Linked DNA regions of Ovis aries: region 2 is linked to region 1. The links are chromatin contacts, called in public Hi-C maps. All regions are on one chromosome and are shown on one strand. Each heading gives the region's core, a stretch centred on a gene start, on an enhancer-like site or on the middle of the called end of the contact. The rest is flanking DNA. Distances are from core to core; before and after follow the strand shown. Region 1 has its middle 51 kb from the start of XCL1. Region 2 holds the start of ATP1B1 (ATPase Na+/K+ transporting subunit beta 1).

The links. Hi-C and Micro-C count contacts between places; a contact is called where the count stands out from the background.
Region 2: a Hi-C map of muscle shows a contact between it and region 1, with 7 times the contacts expected there. The contact joins the promoter of ATP1B1 here to the enhancer-like site in region 1. A contact is called at or near these places in 2 of 16 Hi-C or Micro-C datasets (hypothalamus and muscle).

Annotation. Positions count from the first base shown.
Region 1 is chr12:35,471,558-35,477,110 of ARS-UI_Ramb_v3.0, forward strand. No RefSeq gene overlaps it. Among named protein-coding and RNA genes, the nearest start is that of XCL1, 51 kb to the left of the region's middle. Within about 2 kb of position 3,439, at least 14 of the 54 cell types and tissues checked have an H3K27ac peak or open chromatin away from gene starts, as enhancers often do. A contact at or near this core is called in hypothalamus and muscle, where this site is marked.
Region 2 is chr12:36,032,048-36,037,600 of ARS-UI_Ramb_v3.0, forward strand. ATP1B1 (ATPase Na+/K+ transporting subunit beta 1) reads left to right here and starts at 3,196. Exons shown (of 7, transcript NM_001009796.1): 1 at 3,196-3,314; 2 at 3,775-4,280. The coding sequence starts at 4,184.

The DNA of each region.
Region 1 (5,553 bases), core at 2,189-4,688:
GAACACACTTGTATTCCAAAGTCACGGCAGCATGACTGATAATGGGTGAAAAATTAAAACAGCTCAAGGGCTCAGCAGCAGTTAAATAGATACACAAGATGTTGTATATAATACAAAGTAATATTATTCAGTCATAAAAAGGAATGATATTCTGATACATACTATAATATGATAAACCTTGAAAACGTTAAGTGAAATAAGACAGACACAATAGAACAAATATTATATGATGTCATTGATATGAAATATCTATAATAAAAAAAGGGAAATTCATAGAGCTAGAAAGTAAATCAGAGATTAACAGGAGCTGAGGGAATACAGGAATGGAGAGTTATTGCTTTAATGATACAAAATTCCTGTTTAGGGTGATGAAAAATCTGTGGGAAAAGATAGTGGTAACGGTTCCATGATATTGTGAGTGTAATTACTACCACTGAATTGAACTCCTAAAATGGTTAAAAATTGCATATTCTTAGTACATATTTTACCACAATTTTAAAAAATCGATTGCTTTGGGCTTTCATATTTTAAATATACTACATTCTATAGTTTACGAAAGATCATCGTCATATTTAGTGCTCACAATCCGGGCAAACAGGACAGAATATTGCCTGCTCCCCCTGCCCTACCCCTGCTTTAATGATGATGAATTTGAAGTTTAGAGCAATCATGGGGTAAGTTGCAGAGATAATTTGCAGATACAAATCTCAAAGGCTGGTCTCCTAAGGGCTCAGTTAGTCCACGGAGAGTTGATCTTCAGATTCTCCCAGTTGAGTTGTTGCCATAGGCTTTTAAAAGTCTCTGGTTATGATTGGTCTCCAACCCACTCCTCTCTTTGAAGATCTGACCATTGGACTGAATGATTGTTAAAGGAGTATAAATTCGGTCAAAACATCCCTGGAAAGAAGCTCAGTTTATACCTTCAGAAGAGGCGCAAAAAAGAAGATACACAAAAAATCTAAGGGAGTGGATGTGAAGTTTCCCAAAGCTGGGGCAAAGGTAGAGTTAGCTTGGAATACTTAAGACATCCTGGGAACTGCAGATCAAAGTCCAACTCTCTTAGGGTTCTTGAGAGCCATGTCACTTCATTTGATCCTCACAGCCAGGAGGGGAGAAGTGGAATAGGAGTGTTTTCTCCCTTTGACAGTAGAGAGAAAGTTAAATGCTTGACCAAGGTCATGGAGTCAGAGGGGACTAAAAGGAAAATGGACTCAGGTGCCCTGACTTCTAGGTGAGGACTCTTTCTATTATGCTGTAGCCGCCTGCTTCCGAGAGGCTCACATCCAATGCCCAGGAAATGCCGTGCAGAGGACTGCTGTTACTATTCTATCCAATGCCCAGGAAATGCCATGCAGAGGACTGCTGTTACTATTCTAAGTTTAAGTTGTGGGGGTCGGGGGAGAGGTTGATGCAGTGAGTACAGCCAGGGGTGGAATGTGGGGATGCCATCCTGCCATCATGGATATGGAGTCCTTTTTATGACTTATGCCATTCCAACTGGCACAAACAGGGTACAGCTGAAGATTAAATGTCCTGAACATTGTTAACCCATTAGATTTCTTGACACCTTCTCCCAGAATTGTCTTTTTATATTTGCAGTAGTTTCTGTGTATCAATGGATATGAGATGTCCTCTTCCTTGTCATTTGTCAGGGAGCAGGTACTCTCTTGTACGCTTTGGGAAGGAAAAAAACGTCCTTTCAGTCCCGAGCTCGAGTTGCCAAGGAAAATCTCCTTTACCCCTACCCCTGCCTTGGTTGCACGATTGGTCCCAGCCTGCCTGGGACTTTCCCAACAGAATGTCCTGTGTCCTCCTTTAAACCCAGGACAAACTGGGATGGTTGGTCATCCTAATGTCACCCTATTTCTAGAGCAGCTCCCTGCCAAATCCATTCCTCTTCAGTTTCTATCGTTGTTGTTAGTCACCAAGTCATGTCTGACTCGTGACCCCATGGACTATAGCCCGCCAGGCTCCTCTGTCCATGGGATTTCCCAGCCAAGAATACTGGAGTGGGTTGCCATTTCCTTCTCCCGGGGACCTGCCCTACTCAGAGATCAAATCCACGTCTCCTGCACTGCAGGCGGATTTTTTACTGCTGAGTCATCTGTGCTGTGCTTAATCACTCAGTCATGTCTGACTTTTTGCAACCCCATGGACTGTAGGCAGTCAGGCTCCTCGGTCTGTGGGGCTTCTCCAGACAATAATACTGGAGTGGGTTGCCATGCCTTCCTCCAAGGGATCTTCCCAACCCAGGGACCAAACCCAGGTCTCCCACATTACAGGCAGATTCTTTCCCACCTGAGCCACCAGGGAAGCCCAAGAACACTGGAGTGGGTAGTCTATCCCTTCTCCAAGGGAATCTTCCAGAACGAGGAATCGAATCGAGGTCTCCTGCATAGCAGGCGATTCTTAACTAACTGAGCTACTGGGGAACCCCACTGAGTCACCTGGGAGGCCTAACTTTTGCAAAGTTGAACTTGACAGAGCAGTAAGAGTCCCCACGAGATAGCCAGGACAGAGGAGGGCCCTTTCCAAGAATCTCCCTACTTAGGCCCCATAGTATTGCTGGAAGGAGTTCCCTCTTCCTGCTCCTGAGGGTGATGAATCAGATCTGGCAAAATGCTCTGTCCACACTAGAAAGACATTCTGCGGCTCCATCTACATCTAACCAAGGCAGATGGACTGGTGAACTCAGCTTGATGGCCTTTTGCTTGGTGGGACAAGGAGAGTCCCCGTGACTATAAAGGACAGACGTCCCTGTGTCCTGGGCTTCCTGATGGGAGACTTGAGAGCCTCCTGGGAGTGGAAGAGAGTGGCTGCAGCTGGTTGGAAATGAGAGGAGACCACGGGGCCACTCAATCCTGTCAGCAGGAAATTAGGACTATCCCCTTGCCACCAGGGAAGATGTTTAATGTTTCCAGAATAGAACATCCTAGTAAAGCCAAGCAGGAAGCAAATACCTACTACGTCAATCAGTCTATGAGAAGATTTGGCACAAACCAGTTTGTCCTTCCTTTCTCTTGGCAAAGTAGGTCTGATGACTTTGGCTGGCTCTGCTGGGGCCAGTGCGGCTGGCAGGTGGTCCCAACTGATTAGATGCAATGCTGCGCTAGCCCAGAGGTTAAAACACTTGCTCAGATACCCCCTTCTCAGCAGTTCCTATTTCCTTAGGACAGAGTTATCAATTCAGGGCTTTCTGCCCTGTCCACAGAGTATTTGCTGCTGCTGAATTTGTTGTTTTAGGGCGTGATGACTTGACAGCTCCAGGGCGCGGAGGGCTGGGCGGGGGGCAGGAACATCAAGTAGCATTTCAGCTTCCCTGTCATGCCAGAGGGGCTTCCATAAAGGAGAAGATGAATTCACTGCATGTGTGCAGTGCGCGGGGCTTATGTAAGCTGCAGGCAGCAGCACACAGAGGAGAACAGAAGCCAGGCGGGGGCAGGGAGATCCGGGGAGGCAGCCCCGCAGTGCAGATGCCGGCTTGCAAAGCTGCGCCTGGAGGTGCCACAGGACCGTAGCGCTGCAGTGAGGGGATGACAGCAGGGGCGGAGGAGGGTTTATAAGCTTCTAGCCCCGGGGCTGGGAGGCAAAACCCTAATTTGGCAATGCTTAGGGTGGGCAGGGCTGGAGATGGTGGGAAAGCTGCCTTATTGGGGCTTGTTTGCGACAATAGGTGGGGGTGTACAGGGAAGGGAGGGAGCCGAGGGGAGAGGAAATGGCCAGAGGTCTTGGAGCTGCTTTGCAGGAGGAGGAATTAAAGCAGCAAGATTCTTCCTTATGATCTCAGCCAGACTCCTCCGCATCTCTGAGTCTCCTAAACCGTGGCCCACAGCTGCCCACCCCAGCACCTAGTACCTCGGAGAAGCTCTGCTGGAGTGATCGTGTTTGGGGGCAACAGGGCAGCATCTCAGCTGAGTAGGCATCTCCATGTTGCACCGATCAGGTGGTTGCATCCCACAATACTTGAAGGTTTTTTGGTTTTTTTGTGTTTTTTTTTTTTTTTTTTTTTATTCTGCACAAGGTACCAGGCAAGGCCTTTCAGGGTATATTTCTGCCTACTAGGTCTTGAGAGATAATGGTAACAGATAGGAAAGAGGCCAGATAAATAAAGCACAGGGCTGAATATGGTACCTGAAATTCTTAAGGGAGATTCAAAGTGTCATATGCTTTTTTCCTGTAGGTTCAAATACTAACAGCTTTCCTTCCAGCTGATTTTCTGCTTTGGAGGAACAAGATGTGAGTTATTTTGAATGATTGCTGTAAATGTGATCAGGTTGTCAACAGGACAAAAGCTGTAGGTACATTTCAGCTTGTATTCAACTTCAGTAATAGTCGCTCTCTTTGCTCTGGTAGAGGAAGCTGGCCTTTAAAGTCTGGCAGACCTGGGTAGAGATCTTGGCCCTGTCATTTACTTGCCTTTTGTTATTAGGCAAGTAACTTCACTGTCATTTTTCTCAGCTGTTAAGTGGAATTAAATGAAAAGTGGTTGAGAGTTCAAGCTCTGAAGTTAAACTGCCTGGGCTTGAATACAGAATCCACTGCTTATTAGCTGTGATCTTAGGTGAGTTGCTGAATCTCCTGACACCTCAGTTTCTTCATCTGGAAAAAGAGGACAATAGTATCTACCCCATAAGTTTGCTGTAATGATTAAATATGATACTATATGCATGGAGTTTAAAAGAGTGGCTAATAAAGAATAAGTGTTTTATAATAATGATGATCACAACAATAATTTTATCACAAGGTTGCTGTGAGGTATAAATTTGACAACATACACAAGAGTACCTGGAAAATAAACCTGAATACATGTGATTGTCTCCTTCCTTTACTTATAAGTTAGAAAACAACAGAAAAGCCCTTCTGTACTAACACTCTGAACTGCTTAATTAAGTCTGATATGGCGAGGTAATTTTTCTTTTTTCACTGCTATTGCTTTCCTTTTAAGAAAATGGAAACTAAAGTTGATAAAGGGAGTGATTATTAATATGATATAATAGTTCTTAACATTAAATACAGGAGTTACACTAAAGTACAATTTTCAAAAAGGTTAAAATCATGATTCATATGCAAACACATAATGAATAAATTTCAAACATTTTATTTAACCCATCTATTAATTAGGGAATGAGTAAGATGCTAAAATCTGTTCAAAGGAGAATTTGAAGAACACACACATGGAATCAGGAATGCTGAAATGAATTTGCTAATAGATATAAAACCGGTTAATAGCCTATGGTGCCACAGAGTATGGGCTTTCCAGGTGCTAGTGGTAAAGAGTCCGCCTGCCAGTGCCGGTGACATAACAGATGTGGGTTTGATCCCTGGGTCTGGGAGATCCCCTGGAGGAGGGCATGGCAATCTATCCCAGTATTCTAGGAGAATCCCATGGACAGAGGAGCCTGGTGGGCTACAGTCCACGTGGTCACAAAGAGTCAGACATGACGGAGCACACAAGCACGAATTCTCAGAGCATGGCCTGGGAGGCCTTAAATTACAATCCCCCAAATTCCTGGGCATTAAGTCATTTAAACAACTGATGGGCCAGACTCTGTC
Region 2 (5,553 bases), core at 1,946-4,445, 560 kb after region 1:
TGCTGCAGGGTACATTCTGCTTCAATCTGCATCTCCTTGTTTCCTGAGTTAGATCCGTCATCCTCCTTGCTTGGACAGAGGTCCCTAACCTCCCTCCCCTCTTCGCTGCCATCCATGCTCTAGGTTTCCCCTCTCTCCACCCCACCACCCCTCACCCCCTCTACACACAGAGCTCCAGTCTTGGGCAGAACCAACCACAGTCCTCCATAGCCATTCCAATTCCCTAGCACGTGTAGAAAAACAGATGAAAACAGTGTCCTTTTGCCCTGAGCCTTTAACCTGGGCGGAAGAATTCTGTTCTCCTTCTTTCTGCACAGAAACACCAGACCTCCCTAGGCATGGACTGAACAGCTTCCATGGTGCACACCTCCTCCAGCCCTACCCAGAGCCACAAGCTCCATCTGCCAGAAGCGCCCCTCCCTCTAGAGAACCACTCACTCTCCGCTTTCAACCTGCTGCCACAGCACCCTTCTCTGAAGGGGCCTCAGTACGCAAGCCCAGCCCAGCACAGCCCAAAGGGACATGGTGTGCTCGAGTTATTCATTACTCAACTTAGAGGAGGTCACAGAGCAGGAAGCACTGGAAAGCAAGGGGAAAGGTGGCCTAGAGGGTGGAGAATTAGTCAGGGTGACCTTCTCAGGGAACTCAGAACCCTGGCAGGAGGGGCTGTCACAGTGGGAAGGTCCTAGCAGCAGCCTCAAGGTTAGACAAGGTCAAATGGAAACAGCTAATTATAATTAAGCTGGTTGCTCAATAGCTCTTGTTATGTACCAGGCAACTGCACTTAGGGCTTTCCCACATCTCCCATTTAATCCTTGCAACACTGTGTCACTCCAATTTTACAACTGAGAGAACTGGCCCTGGAGAGAACAAGGGACTTGCTCAAGGCCACACAGCTGAAGCTGGGTGAATGCGGGTCTGTCTTGCCCTTCACCAGGTTGCTCTTTCTGGTGATATGGTTCAGTCAGTTGCTCAGTTGTGTGCGACTCTTTGTGACCCCATGGACTGTAGCCCACCAGGCTCCTCTGTCCATGGAATTCTCCAGAAAAGAATACTGGAGTGGGTTGCCATTTCCTTCTCCAGGGGATCTTCCCAACCCAGGAATTGAACCCATGTCTCGTGCATTTTGGGCAGATTCTTTTCAGTCTGATCCAGCAGGGAAGTCCAACATAGTTAGATGAGTGAAACAATTCTAGACAGTCTAGAATGGAAGGTGAAGTTTGAATCTGATTCTCATCGAGATGAGATCATGCTTTCCAGTGGCAATACCAGGTTTGGGTAGAAACACAGAGGTTCCTATAAGCCAGGGGAGGTTGATTTAGAATGAGATGTTCTTGCCTGGAAAACCCCATGGATGGGGAGCCTAGTCGGCTGCCATCTATGGGGTTGCACAGAGTCGGACACGACTGAGTGCCTTCACTTTCACTTTTCACTTTCATGCACTGGAGCAGGAAATGGCAACCCACTCCAGTGTTACTGCCTGGAGAATCCCAGGGATGGGGGAGCCTGGTGGGCTGCTGTTATGGGGTCGCACAGGCGTGCTGCAATTCATGGGGTCACAAAGAGTCGGACACGATTGAGCAACTGAACTGAACTGAACTGAACTGAACAGAACAGAGTCAGACCCAACTGCAGCGACTTAGCAGCAGCAGCAGCAACTGCCGTGAAGGCATGACCCTCAAAGCTTGTCAGAACCTGGCAAAAGTTTACCTGCAAGGGAAGAAGAATGAACAAAGCTAGGGAGGTAAAGTTTGAGGGGAGTTTATCTTCCCCTAAAGATAGCAGGGAAGAAGTACCTAAAGGCCAGCAGAAAAAGCTCATCCTTGCCGGACACAGGATCAGGCCAATTGGCAATTGCCACAACTCTAGAGAGTAAGATAGAATACCTCTTTTTTAAGGAGAAAATGAGGGTTCTAATAAAAAACCTGGCAATGTGAGCCCTTCTCGGCATACTTTGTTGTACTACATATCTCTACTGGAGAAGAGAGAGAGAGGTAGAGTGAGGGAGGGAGGGGTGGGTAAAGGGAGTTTGCACAAAGGAGGGCGCTGCACTCTCTCACTCAAACCCCCATCCCTTCCCATTCCATCTTTCCCTCCATTCATCCTCTTTCACTGATTCTGCCCACAGGTTTTTCCTGGTCTTGCTCATAGCAGGTACTCCCTAAACGCATGCCCTTCCTAGTGACCTGTCCTGCTGGCGAGTCCGCCATGAGTTAACTTCTGCTGGGAGGGTACCGGGGCATCATCCCCACAAGGGCAGCTTCTTCCTGCAGTTCTACCACCAGCTTGGGGCTTTTCCAATACAAACACTGCAGGGGCAAAGCAGGGGGCAGCTTCCTTTCTCCGCAGAGCAGTTCTCAAAGTTGCCCTTGACCCAAGCCTACATGCAGCAGCCCCTCTGGGGCTGGGTGGATGGATGGCTGCTCCTGCATTTCAGGAATTTTCAGGTTTGCCCAGGTCATGTAGGTGGGCCTTGGGAAGGATTCGTGGGAAAGAGCTCGCACTACATCAATGCAAGCTTGTCCTTAGACTTACCAGGTTGACCTTGGCGACAAAAAGGTGACTCGGACAAGCATCCCCCTGTACGGCTTTCTAAATATGGGGATGGGAAAGCTCCTTTCCCAAGATGGACTAGGTTGCCCCCTGGGGATGGGGCTTCTCTGTCCTGACTGCAGAGGCTCCCCTGCTGATTTCTGCTGTGTCACTGTCTTGAGAAGGACATGTGAAACTGCTCAGGGGCTTAGCAGAAGGAGATGAAACCAAGAAGTCTGGCTTTTCACGTGAGGCACGGGGGATAAAGGAGGGGAAGGAATAATAGGTGCCAATGGTTGCCTTGCAACTTTTCGCCGTTTGAACTGGACTTCCCTGAGCCTTTTAGGCCTTCGGTATTTTATAGAAGAACAAAGTGGTCTTTTTGTGACCCCCTAAGGGGGCATAAAACCATGTCCGTGACAGTACCAGGCACCGATTCGGCGCCAAGGGGAGTCCTGGGTGGCTGGGTCACCTGCAGATTTTGTCGCCCAGGTCTAGACCGGTGTGAGCCGCCAGCCAGGCAGTACGACTGGTTTCCGAGGGAACGACCCACTGGGAGCTGACCGGTCGGCCTCCTACACCACCTCACCCCTTCCCAACCCCGGATCTGGGCTGCCGCCCTGGGTGGGTTTGGCAATTGTCCAGCTTGAGGTGGTTCAGGCCGCCCACAAGGAGCACAGTGAGGCAGTCAGGAGCCGGGGCGGCCGACTGGACTGGCCTGGAAGGAGAGGGACGGGCCGGAACTGCAACCGCAGCGGCGGGGAGCGCGGAGCCGGCGGCAGGTGCAGGAGCCGGGAGGCGGGGCGGAGCGGGGCAAGAGTCCCCGACTCTCAGGAGTCCGGGAATGGCCTTCCCCCACCCAGCCAGGGCCTAGGAGGGGTGGGACCGGCGGCGGACGGAGGCCGGGGACCCCGAGCGCCTGCCGGGCGCCGGGCGACGCAGGTGCAGAGCAGCTCAGTACGGAAAGGAGGGGTCTGTGCCCAGCCCGGATCGAGGAGGGGGCTGCGCGGGCTTGCGGGCGCGCCGTGTCCCCGCCCCGGCTCCAGCCCGCCCCTCGCGCCGCCGCCGCGCAGTTCCTTTGTGCCAGCCCCGCGCCCGCCCCTTCGGGCCGCAGGCCCCGCCCCTCGCGGTATATAGTAAAGGTAGGGCGTGCGCCCCAGCCAATTTCTCGACTCGTGGCAGACGGCAGTCGTTTGTCCGTCCTTCCTTCTGACTTTCTTCTGTCCCTGCCTGTTTCTGCAGAGGTCACAGGAGGTGGGGGCCGGACACGCGTCCCTGGTGGCTGCGGGAGCGGCATCTGCGGGCCCCGAACTGCCCCCCGCCCAAGGGCAAGAGGAGCGCGTGGCGGACCAAAGAGAGCCCGCGAGCGGCCGCGCGCCCACCAATAGGTGCGGGGCTCGGAGCCGCCCAGCGTGCGCGGTCCCTCCCTCCTCCCTCCGCCCCCGCCCCCGCCGCCGCCGCCTACCCCTCCTGCCGCTCCTGACTCTGCTTCTCCGCCGCGCGTCTGGCACTCAGAGAGCCGCAGCGCCAGCGGCGGGTGCAGCCAGCGGAGAGCCAGGCCGGGAACGCCGAGCGGCAGCCCGGGAGGACGCGAGGGCGCACGCCGCAGTCACCCATCTTCAGTCCCTGCGGCAGCTGCTGACCCGCCACCATGGCCCGCGGAAAAGCCAAGGAGGAGGGCAGCTGGAAGAAATTTATCTGGAACTCGGAGAAGAAGGAGTTTTTGGGCAGGACCGGTGGCAGCTGGTGTAAGTACGGGGTCCGCAGCTCTTGCCCCCCTAGCGCCTTGTGTTTCCGGGTAGGCGCATCCCTTGCGCAGGCTCTGCGGACCGCTCCGCGCGCTCCGCGCTGGCGAAGGCGCAGCGGGTTCGGGTGGTGAGCGCTGCTCTGATTGCGCCGGCCCGGGCTTGTCATCCCTGTGCGGAATGCGGAGTCCCCGGAATAGGCGCGGGCGGGGATGGGAGCTCGCTAGGTAGAGCGTTATGTGGATTGTGGCGGTCTCGGTCAGTTGTAGTCTATCTGAGCATCACTGGAGCCCTTCCGTCCTGGGAACGGTCCGGCGGTGGGAGAGTTGATCTGTCTCTCCCTTACAGTCGTGTCCCAAGTCCTTAAAAATGAAATTTGAGGCTCTGAGAGAACCACAGGAAGGAAATCGGATCGAATGCAGGAGAGTTTGTGTATTATAGCACCTTTCATCTAGTCTAAATATGTACTTCAGAAGGCGAGGGTGGGGGGCGGCGGAGACAGAATCCATACACTGCAGTGTTTCGTAGCGAGACCTAGAATCTCGCCACCGATGACCTACCCTGGAGTCATCACAACCCAGAAGCGGCCCTGGAAGCTCTGTGTCAGGACTCCGTTTCTGAGCCTTGGCCCGTAAACATGGCAAAGTCGGTTTGTTTTCAGGGTCTACAGAGAGAGGCAGAATCGGTGCCTGGGTGTAAGAAATAAGTCGCATAAAGGCAGAAACAGGTCATCTTACAAGATTTTGAGTAGCCTGTTGCTTGACTGGATAGATTTTTTTTTCCCGTTGCAAATTAGATACCTTACCTGTCTTCCACCTCTCTACACGGAAAGGGTGACTTTTTTTTTTGGTAAGGTCATTTTGAAGGGCAGAGTTGTAGGCAAATCTGAATATGAGTCGTGACTGCGGAAGAGAGGGAAGGAGGGAGGGAACTCCCCCCTCCTGCATCACTGCCCCTCCTTCTCTAATATCATCATCACCATCACCGACACCACTAGCACCGCCACTGCAACCACTGAGGGAGCCCTGGGTAGGTGCTGATGTGATTCTTCTGATTGGAAGGCTCTGTGAGCATCGGCAGGAGAATGAGTCAGGGAAATAGCGCTTGGCTGACATTTTGAAATGGAAGAACCTGGAACGTACGATTTTTGTAGAGGAAAAAAAAAGCAGCCTGTAATGGGTCTCTCTTGATTGAAAAGTAAAGGGTTAATAATGCATCACACTTCAAGGTTAGTCAAGGTGAAGTCTTATCCCATACCTATGCTGAAGCATAGGTA